Regions from separate parts of the Zea mays genome. Here region 2 is linked to region 1. Evidence: chromatin contacts called from public Hi-C data. All regions are on one chromosome and are shown on one strand. The core of a region is the stretch at or near the end of the contact, and the rest is flanking DNA. Distances in the headings are between cores, read along the strand shown.

Evidence for each region. Hi-C and Micro-C count contacts between places; a contact is called where the count stands out from the background.
Region 2: a contact with region 1 is called in a Hi-C map of tassel, with 5 times the contacts expected there. The contact joins the promoter of LOC111591128 here to the enhancer-like site in region 1. A contact is called at or near these places in 4 of 25 Hi-C or Micro-C datasets (bundle sheath, ear, leaf and 1 more) and 1 of 3 datasets of contacts at active chromatin or transcription factors (leaf).

What each region holds. Positions count from the first base shown.
Region 1 is chr3:50,879,165-50,883,992 of Zm-B73-REFERENCE-NAM-5.0, reverse strand. No RefSeq gene overlaps it. Among protein-coding and RNA genes, the nearest start is that of LOC109944812, 94 kb to the right of the region's middle. Within about 2 kb of position 3,457, at least 9 of the 20 cell types and tissues checked have an H3K27ac peak or open chromatin away from gene starts, as enhancers often do. A contact at or near this core is called in bundle sheath, leaf and tassel, where this site is marked.
Region 2 is chr3:51,080,133-51,084,934 of Zm-B73-REFERENCE-NAM-5.0, reverse strand. It overlaps LOC111591128, which reads right to left and starts at 1,343. Exons shown (of 1, transcript XM_023301969.1): 1 at 1-1,343. The coding sequence starts at 546. LOC100037796 (protein kinase-like) reads right to left here and starts at 2,253. Exons shown (of 13, transcript NM_001112497.2): 1 at 1,542-2,253; 2 at 1,350-1,412. The coding sequence starts at 1,736.

The DNA of each region.
Region 1 (4,828 bases), core at 2,208-4,707:
GTTCTTAGGATTCATCATTCATGAACATGGTATAGAGATAGACCCTGACCGAATTAAATCCTCCAAAGTTGAAATGGTTATTGCAAAGATCTGGGTTCTATTGGCCCAACATGATAGCTGATTGTTTCAAGTTTTATAAAGGGTGCCAAGTATGTCAGGAATTTGGCGACCTACAGTTGGTCCCCGCAGCCGAATTACATCCTATCATTAAACCTTGGCCTTTCAGATGATCGGGATTAGATTTTATAGGAGAGATTCATCCTTCATCATCAAAAGGGCATCGGTTCGTGTTAGTTGCCACTGACTACTTTACCAAATGGACTGAAGTCGTTCTCTAAAGAACATGACACATAGGGAGGTAACTGAGTTCATAACTGAACATATTATTCATAGATTCGGCATTCCCCAGACTTTGACTACAGATCAGGGGGCTTCTTTTATGTCAAAAGAGGTACGTGAGTTTGCTGAATTATATAGGATTAAAATGCTCAATTCATCTCCATATTATGCTCAGGCCAATGGACAGACCAAGTCTAGTAACAGAACGTTGATTAGCCTCATAAAAAAGAAGATATCTAATAATCCTAGGCATTGGCATAAGATTTGTCCGAAGCTCTATGGGCTCACAGAATATCTAAACACTGTGCTACTTAAGTATCTCCATTTGAGCTTGTCTATGGGCAGGAAGCAGTTTTACCTATGGAGATAAGTTTAAATGTTATCAGATTCGCCAAGCAAAATGACTTAATTGTCGGTGATTATTATAATTTGATGATGGACAATATTGATGAAGTGATCGATAAAAAAAGAGTGGCAGCCTTAGGAAAAATAGAAAAGGACAAGATCATGGTCGCCAGAGCCTACAATAAGAAGGTCAAGGCTAAATCATTTCAGGTAGGGGACCTGGTGTGAAAGACCATCATGCCTCTAAGAAACAAAGACCGGAAGTTTGGAAAGTGGTCGCTAAGCTGGGAAGGTCCTTAAAAATTAACAGAGGTGATATATGGTAACGCCTATTTATTGTAAACATTACAAGGCAAAGATTTGTCCAAGGCTTTGAATGGGCGTTTACTCAAGCAGTATAATCCTAGTATGTGGCAAGATGCTTAAGAAAACCGATGTAATCACATCGAGTTAGTTGCTTTTGGTTCGCTCAGCTCCACCAAAAGGCAGGGGGCATATGTTGAGCACCAAATTGAGCGGGCGGATGGTCCGCACTGGTGGTCCGGACGGTCCGCGCGCAGAGCCAATTATGGTTCTGAGTTTCTTGCTATGGTTGTTAGCTAAATTCGCGGAATTAGCCCGGGAGATTGGTTTGTCACGAGTCCAGCCCCCTCCTCTATAAATATAGAGGAATACGGCCGATTAATAATCAACAATCGAATCAAAATCAGTTTATCTCTTGTTTTTACCTTAGGCATTAGAAGTAGTTCTAGTTTAGCTTCACAATCCCCAAATTCTTCGCTTTTCTTCGGCTCTACGTCGATTAGAGATGTCTAGGTCGGCATGCTGACTCTAGACAACACCTAGAATCTCTCCTCTCCGACGGGGTCCCTCCCGGGAGTGAGATTCAGGCGCCGTCGGCGAACTCCGCCGCCCTTGCGCACGCGCGGATCGGACCGTCCGGCCTATAGGCGCGGACCGTCCGACTCGTCAGGCAGGGAACCCTAGCCCTGCTCCAGGTCACGGACCGTCCGTCCCCTTGCCGCGGACTGTCCGCACCTGTGCAGAGAGCACCGCCGCCGATTCTCACGCAGTGATTGGTGTCCGGATCGGCGCCAACACTATCGAGTACATGTTATTCTATGGGTTCTAAACAACGCCTTAAAAAAGAAGACTACATCTAGATCTAGCATATGATAGGTTACATATGCATGGGTCATGTGACGAGGCTTGACGGCTGTGACGGTCAGCCTATAGGACGCATGGAATGATGGAATGGACGACTCAACAACTCATCGCGTGTTCAAACTAAATAAGGCCATCATTCATGTGTTGGCTGCTATATATATATACCGTCTGTGGAATTCTTGGCACATATACATACACTCCACGAAATACCGTCGTTATTGTTGTTCGATTACTACGGGTCTGTTTGGTTGCCTGTATCTGCGCGTGCTTGCATCACAGGATGCGGGTAGCTGCTGTTTGGTTGCTGTGAGCCAGGCTATGCGCGTGCGAGCTCTGTGTTTGGTTGCCTGCATGTAGATTTGGATTCAGGCTCGCACGATCCTTAAAGCACTCTGGGCCAGGCTCACCAGATACGTTTAGATTGGTCGCATCTCTAGAGCCAGGCTCCAGTGATCCTGGCTCACACAGCCAGGTTGGCGAGAGAAACCAACCAAACGTACTAGTACAAGGATGACAAATCGAACCAAGACTCTGTTCAAACTTCAAAGTAAAGTAGCCACCATGCATGCGTAGGCCCTTAGTCCGTTAAGACGATGGATTGTATTATATAGGAAAGGAGTTTATTATTGTTACTGATGCATCATCTGCATCATGACACATACTATACAAGTTAGCTGGAACCAATATTCAATAGAGACCACTTGTAGTACATATATACATATGCATTAACACTTGGTTAATAATGCCAACTTTCTATTTCGTAGCCTGTAGTTTAATTTGTTTTCAGTGTTCTTGATATATTGTAACCCAACCTTCTCTCGTGTAATATTATTTTTATCTATATATTAAAGGAGACAGCTGGCCGGCCTTCATAAACCATAGACTGCTCCAATATAATATATATCTTGCTTAATAACGTATCCATTTTAGAGGAAAACAACATAGGTATATATACATAATAAATGGTTTAGGGGGTGTTTAAATGCACTAAAGATAATAATAGTTAGTTGTCTAAATATATAATTGCTAGTAAAATTAGCTAGCTAACTATTAGCTAATTTGCTAAAAGTAGCTAATAGCTGAACTATTAGCTAGATTGTTTGGATGTCTTCAACTAATTTTAGTTACTAACTATTAGCTCTAGTGCATTCGAACACCACCTTAAACTTGATAAAGAGAATTCTAGAAATAATATAATATAATATAATGGCAGATTTTGTTGTAGGATATCTGACTTCAATGAAATTATCCAATTCAAACCACCAACGTTAAAATACGGCTTGTATCATTATGAAATCGTGCATATTTGTTATAAAACACCGCACTGATTATTTTGTTTATTTCTCATTTTTCATCCTGTTTCTCCTCCGGCGGGCATCTCCCATGGCCAAAACCTCTATTTCTCCAGCCAAGTTGGCCCTACACGCGAAGGTTCTCTCCAACCCCGTCGCGTGCTGCTGCACATCTCCGCTACCGCCGCCACGCCAACCGTAGAGCAACGACAACACCCTTCCCACAATGAAAAAGAGGTGCCGACGAGGGTGACGGTATAGCCCATGGCAAGGACGCATTAGAGGAAGAAGACCCGGCCCCGCGAACGCTGGGAGACCATAGAGGGTCACATGGGGCACGTTTGCGACCTGTGGCCCGACGGCTTTGCAACGTCCGTGTTTGTGTGGCCGGGCTTTTCCGGAGCTTGATTCTGCGCGTCCAAAAGTGACTCTTCTGTCTGGCTCCTAGAAAACGAAGGCAGTCTCCATTTTTTAGAGCTCGGCTGCTCGTGGCGTAAACCAGCTGCGCATGGCTGCTCTTAAGAAACGAAAGTGGTTCTTAGGGTCTGTTTGGTTGGGCTGTGGCTGTGAAAAAAGCTGCTGTGGGCTGTGAGCTGTGAGAAAAGCTGCTGTGGGCTGTGAGCTGTTAAAAAGCTAAAAAGTGTTTGGTGGAAACCACTAAAAGTCGCTAAAAGTTTTTCCATATATATTTTCACAGTTCCATCCAAAAGCCGCTAAAAGCAGGTCTAGAGGTGCTTTCAGTTTTGCACTGCAAGAAAGTCGGCTTTTAGAAAAAGCTGCTTCCTAGATCCAGCCCTTTGGTTTGGCTTTTGGCTTTTAGGAGGTAAAAGCCAAAGCCAAAAGCCAAACCAAACGCACCTTTAGTCTGGCTGCCTACATGTGGCAAACATCGGCTCACTTAGAACATACTTATTTGATACAAGTGCACAAAGAAAATATGTTACAACAATGGGACCGGTTAGCTTCAGCTTGAAACACACGAGCGGGACGAGCCGACCAGATACGTGTCGCAAACATGCCTTGGTGGCGTAGAAGGTGCGGGACCGTTGGATTAATGGGCTTGGCCCAAATTAAGCAATTCAATTAAATTCTAAAAATTATGAAAAGACTATGTATATGAGAGATGGCAAGAGATGGTGGGAACCATAGTACCATATTGCTAGCCCAGATTGAGTGAGACCTGTTTATATGTGGTGACATCCCTCTTCCTTCAAGTCATAGATAAAGGGAGAGAGGATGGAATACCATACACGCGCGCTTGCTTGCCTGGCCTGGCTTGGGCACGGGAGAAGGGCACGAGCGTGAATGTTCTGCCAAAATCTAGCCCCTCGTCTTGTGGGGGCGCGACTTCCTTTTGCTATTTTTTATTTTTATTTTTGATGTGGTTGCTTGGATGTTAAGTTTAGAGTCATTATCCGATCACGACCAGATCGAGACGTGCGTCCTTATCAGATCATGTATAGGTCTTGATGCGAGTCCTTATCTCCAAATCGAGGGACTACATGTAGCTCTATAAGAGCAACTCCAAGAGTCTAGATATAATCTTAACTAAATTTAGAGTTTTATGAGGTCCCTAAAAAATTGACAACCTTCTAAATGGTAGGGTAAACCTATAGACAACCTTATAAATGGTAGGGTAAACCAACAGACTCTCCAAATATTGTCTATCAAGAAAGATGGAGACA
Region 2 (4,802 bases), core at 94-2,593, 200 kb before region 1:
GGAACGGCGATTGCTGCTGCTCAGCTTGGGAGCACAGAGACCACCGGTCACACCAAGGCGCACAGAGTTGGTGGCCGCGGCCAGCGGCCCGGGGGGGAGGATAGAGGAGCAGCCAAGGGGGCCCCGCGGAACACGTGTGCGGGGCCCGTGCGACAAGTGTTGCGTCGCGGGCAGGCCCACGCGGTGTGGGGTGACTTGGTGCACCCAGCTCACGACGATGCATGCATAATACTCCAGCAGTACCTGCCTGGCCAGATGTACCGGGACCGTGTGAGGCCGACGTGGCGGGGCCACCAGGAAGCCGGCCACATGGCTCGACGGGTAGCCCAAGAGGCATGCGTACCGCGCGCGGTGGGCCCGCCCCCTTCGTGTGCCGTGTTGCTCTACTGTGCCGAAACGGGAACCGTCCCGGCCGGTGGTCGGTTTCATTTGTACAAGTGGAGACGAGACGGTCACGGACCTGACGCTCCGGATGGGATCGCTTTCGTATCCGGCACACTGCGACTGTGTGAAACTGTGGCCTGAGATGTCTCGCTTGGAATGCATGTGGTTTTCGTCACAGAATCAAAGGACATGACTTTTTTTTCCTTGTTATTATTACTACAAGCAATTTCACAAAAAACCTGGCGAAAAATCGTATCGTTTTCTCGCGATTTTTTTTCCTGAGCGTAATTCCAGGAGCCCGTGAGCCTTCTTCCTTCCTTTTTTTTTCCCCCTTTGGCTTTGGAACCCCGAGAGGCGAAGAGCCCGTGAACTATAGACTCTCGAGTCTCGACAGGCCTCTCTCTCTACTTGCAGGTGCATGTGGCGTGGCGAGGCGAAACCGCTTTATGCCCAGGACAGGGGCTCATATTCCGGTAGCGGCCGGAGTAAAAACTCCGGCGGAGATGCCGTGCGGCGTGGATCGAAGGACCGGACGTCAGCCAAAGCTCCCGCCGGTGTTTTCCGCGTGAACAGCGTTGAGAAGCAAGCGACGAGAGCTAGCAGAGAGAAAAGAGATCCTTTGTTTTGTGTTTGTGTGTGTGTGTGACGAAAGAGTCTCATCCCGGCCGCGCAAGCAAAAACCGCTAATCCTTTGGTTCCAAGTAAAAGCCAGATGGTCCGTTACTTGCAGGACAGTACAACTGGACAGCTAGCCTAATAATCCCTTACGGAGCACAGCAAGTTCATTTTCTAGCGTCATGGAATGGAAGTATACGGGATCGGATCCTATCTTACCAGTCCAGCAGACAAGGGGAATTGGTCCAGCTGGAGCTGGAAGGAGCGAGGAGGAGAAGGATCCAATCCAAGAAGAAATGAAGGAACGATACGAAAGGGGAGGTTTGAAGCAAGTTCGGTGTGCCACGCACCTCGTGCAAGCGGACGACATTCGGGTGCTTGAGCAGCTTGAGCGTCCCGATCTCCCTCCTGATCTGCAAACAGCGCCAGCGCAAAGCGAAATGGACGAAGAAGCCGCCGTCAGCATGCTCGGCGGACCGGACCGGACTGGAATCTGAAACGGCTAGCGCGCGGCGGCGAAACACGTGTGTGGCATGCCCAACCTGGTCGTCGATGCGGAGGGAGAGGATCTTGCTGCGGTCGAGGATCTTGATGGCGAAGTGGCCGCCGCTGGCGATGTGGCGCGCGTACTTCACCTTGCCGAAGTTGCCCTCGCCGAGGGTCCGCCCGATCTCATACCTCCCCAGCAGCGACGCCCGCGTGCACTCCGCGTCCGCCCGCCGCTCGCCGTTCACCATTCACAAACGCGCGGCCGAGAGGGCTCGCTCGTGTGTGACCGGACACGGCCCCGCCTTGCTCCGTCGATCCCTCTTTCTCTCTGTCTGTCTGTCTTCGCAGCTCTGGAATGGATGAGGCAGCAAGGGAGGGAGGTGGAAGGAGAGGGTGGAAGGGGGCGGGGTACTTATAGCTCCTGCCTGCTCTTCTTCTAGCCTCATCACAGTCGTCTACTCGTCTACCCTTCTCCTCTTCCCTTGTCTCTTGTGTGGCAGGCAGCCCTGCCCTTTCGCTTGCTTGCTTGCTTGCGCTCCGTCGCCTCAGCCTCAGATTCCGTGAGATGTAACCCGGATGGGCAACTGGTAAACGCACACGCAAAAGCCTCTGCTCTGTCCACGATTATATTACTATTAAACAAAACAAATGGGACAAATCCACGCGGCCTTGCTGCTGCTACGTCCACCAGGCCTCCGCGTAGCAGCCAGGTCAATGAACGCTCCCCTCAGTTTGATCCTCTTAGCTAGCTCTATGTTCATTGCTGATAACGCGAATCAAATTCACCAGTTCCGCTAGGCAGTCAGAGAGAAATAGCGAGATTGCTTGGCCGAGTGGCTATAAACTCTTGACACAGATATACATACTAGTCGGTTGCCCGTACTGTCCGTAAACTATCCACCAAACAGATCTTAAATTTTTTTATTGATTGTCTTCACTCTTCGCATAATATTTTTTTTATTTGACTAACTGATATTGTTGTTTACTCCATGTCTCCATCTAATATGTCTCGGTACAACACGGCTAATGAAGAGAGCGATTAGAAAAGAGTTCACAACGACTGACTGAACGAACAGAAAATATAGAATGGCATAATTTCACCATATATAGACCAAATAAGATGAAATTTGTGAGCTCAAGTTTCTAAGTCACATGAACTCAAACTTATAAAAAAGATAGATTAAAATATTGAGTGGTTGCTAAAGTCGGGCATCAATAAAAATTGGATGCGCTCTATACAAATTATGGTACTTCGTAGCAATTAGTAACGTTTAAAACAAACAAATAACCTTCCCTTTTATTGTTAGTGTGACAAATCATTGCTGCTCCAACCAATTCAGCAACCTCAAACACCATGGAGTCTATTGTGTCAATATGGTCTTAGAAACGACCTAATGCATGCAAGAGCCAAGAACACAAGGGAGGAGCACCATGTGTAGTGCTCGCATGGATCTCCAAATCCTGACACATATTTTGCAGGATCCATGAGTGTCACACCCGGTTCTAGAAGGCAAACCGAATGCGAACCATGTACGTGCCAGGATCAGTTATTCACGTACACAGCAGTTACATAACATGGACATCATCACACAGTGCTCAAAATAGTATTAAAAGGGGAAAATAGTTGATTACATCATACGTCTGAGACGTCCATATAGTCCTTACAATAAATCAAAGTGCGGAAAAGAAACGTAGATAAACGCGGCCTTCACAGGCAGCCGACTGGGGGTTGCCGCTAACCCACACCTAGAACTCGTCGTAGTCTTGGAACTCCTGGAAGTCTCCTTCCACAGCTTCATCTTCGCCTGAGCAGTGGTTGCAATGCTGACAACCTGGGGATGGGGGGGTTTGGTGTGTAGAGCAAGGGTGAGTACACATCAACATACTCAGCAAGTATCCTGTTTGGCTGTAGTGGACTAGCTTTATGTGGGGGATAAGTCAAGCAGTTGCTTTTAGTTGGTCAGGTTATTATTTACTAATAGAAAGCCAGGTTTTAGCTTTAACCCAAGTTATTAACCCGATGTACCCTTTCCAAACGGAAAGAATACCACTTACCAGCACCATAGTCATAACCAAAACCATCGATCTCATAGCCATCTGTACCATAATGTCTCTGATCAAGTACCACTAATCACTGGAGCTCCCTTGGCCGCTCATAACCGCGAGCACGGCTGATATATCAGTTTTTAAACACTCTGCAGAGGTTGTGCACTTTACCCACAAGCCGTGATTCTCATTCTGCCCGGAGAGAGCAACTCCCCATTGACCACTACCTAGGTGGCCTAGCAGGGCATCACTACGTAGCCTTTACAAAGATTCCCCAGGGCTGTAGCCACCCGTTAGGTTTCCTAAATGCACCGCACTCCTCCCCAAGGGGCGAACCCAAACTTGGCAGAGCGAGCCGCATACACCGAGCCCCATTGACGGCACGACGGCTAAGTGAACTACACTCCGGATCCTCTAATTATTCAGCTAAGGGCACCCCATTCCACCCTCATGGTTGCACTGTTTTCCCAGGCGGTCATCCATAGAACAGGTCCTTACGGAGAGGCACTCGAGAAACCGCTCGAGCCCCCTTGAAGACCACAAGTATAACATCATAATAAGAGAAGGGAAAACAGCGTATCATAGATAATCTCATCATGTTCATTGATTAGAGTTGAGCAATAGCATAAAGCTAACTAATAATAATCCAACCCATATAGGTAAGCAAGGACAGGGATAACAAAACTAGTCAATCTTTAGGCATAAATGTATACAGCGGGAGGTGAATTAAATAATGAATAGGACATAGATAGGTCAAGGGACACTTGCCTCCACCAACCGACTGCTGCCCAGGGGCTTCTCCTGCAAGTTCCTCGGGCTCTTCAACCGGATCGTTCTCTATGCGATTGCAAGCATACATACATACATCCATTCAAATTGGGAAGCAAACAGTACATCATACAAGGGAACAAATAAAGTGGATATGCATCAAGTATGACATTCGATGTCGCATTCATTATGGTTAGAAAGAAACGAGAAAAGGTCTCGCGGGGGGGGGGGTTAAAGCTTATGCACTAATGATTAGTTACAATTGGTTCTAACAAAAGAATTTAGTTATATGCACTAATGGAAACCTAGTCATTTTTAGTTGATCAACATTGAACTGGATAAACAATTGATTATATGAATTAACTAGCGTAACGGAATTCTAAATCAAGTCTCCTATTTCAATAACATGAACAATGATTATCCTGCCTAAAATAAAATAAGTAACAGTAATGAAAGAAAATAAAATAAAATAAAATAAATAAAAAAGGGGGGGCGGTTGA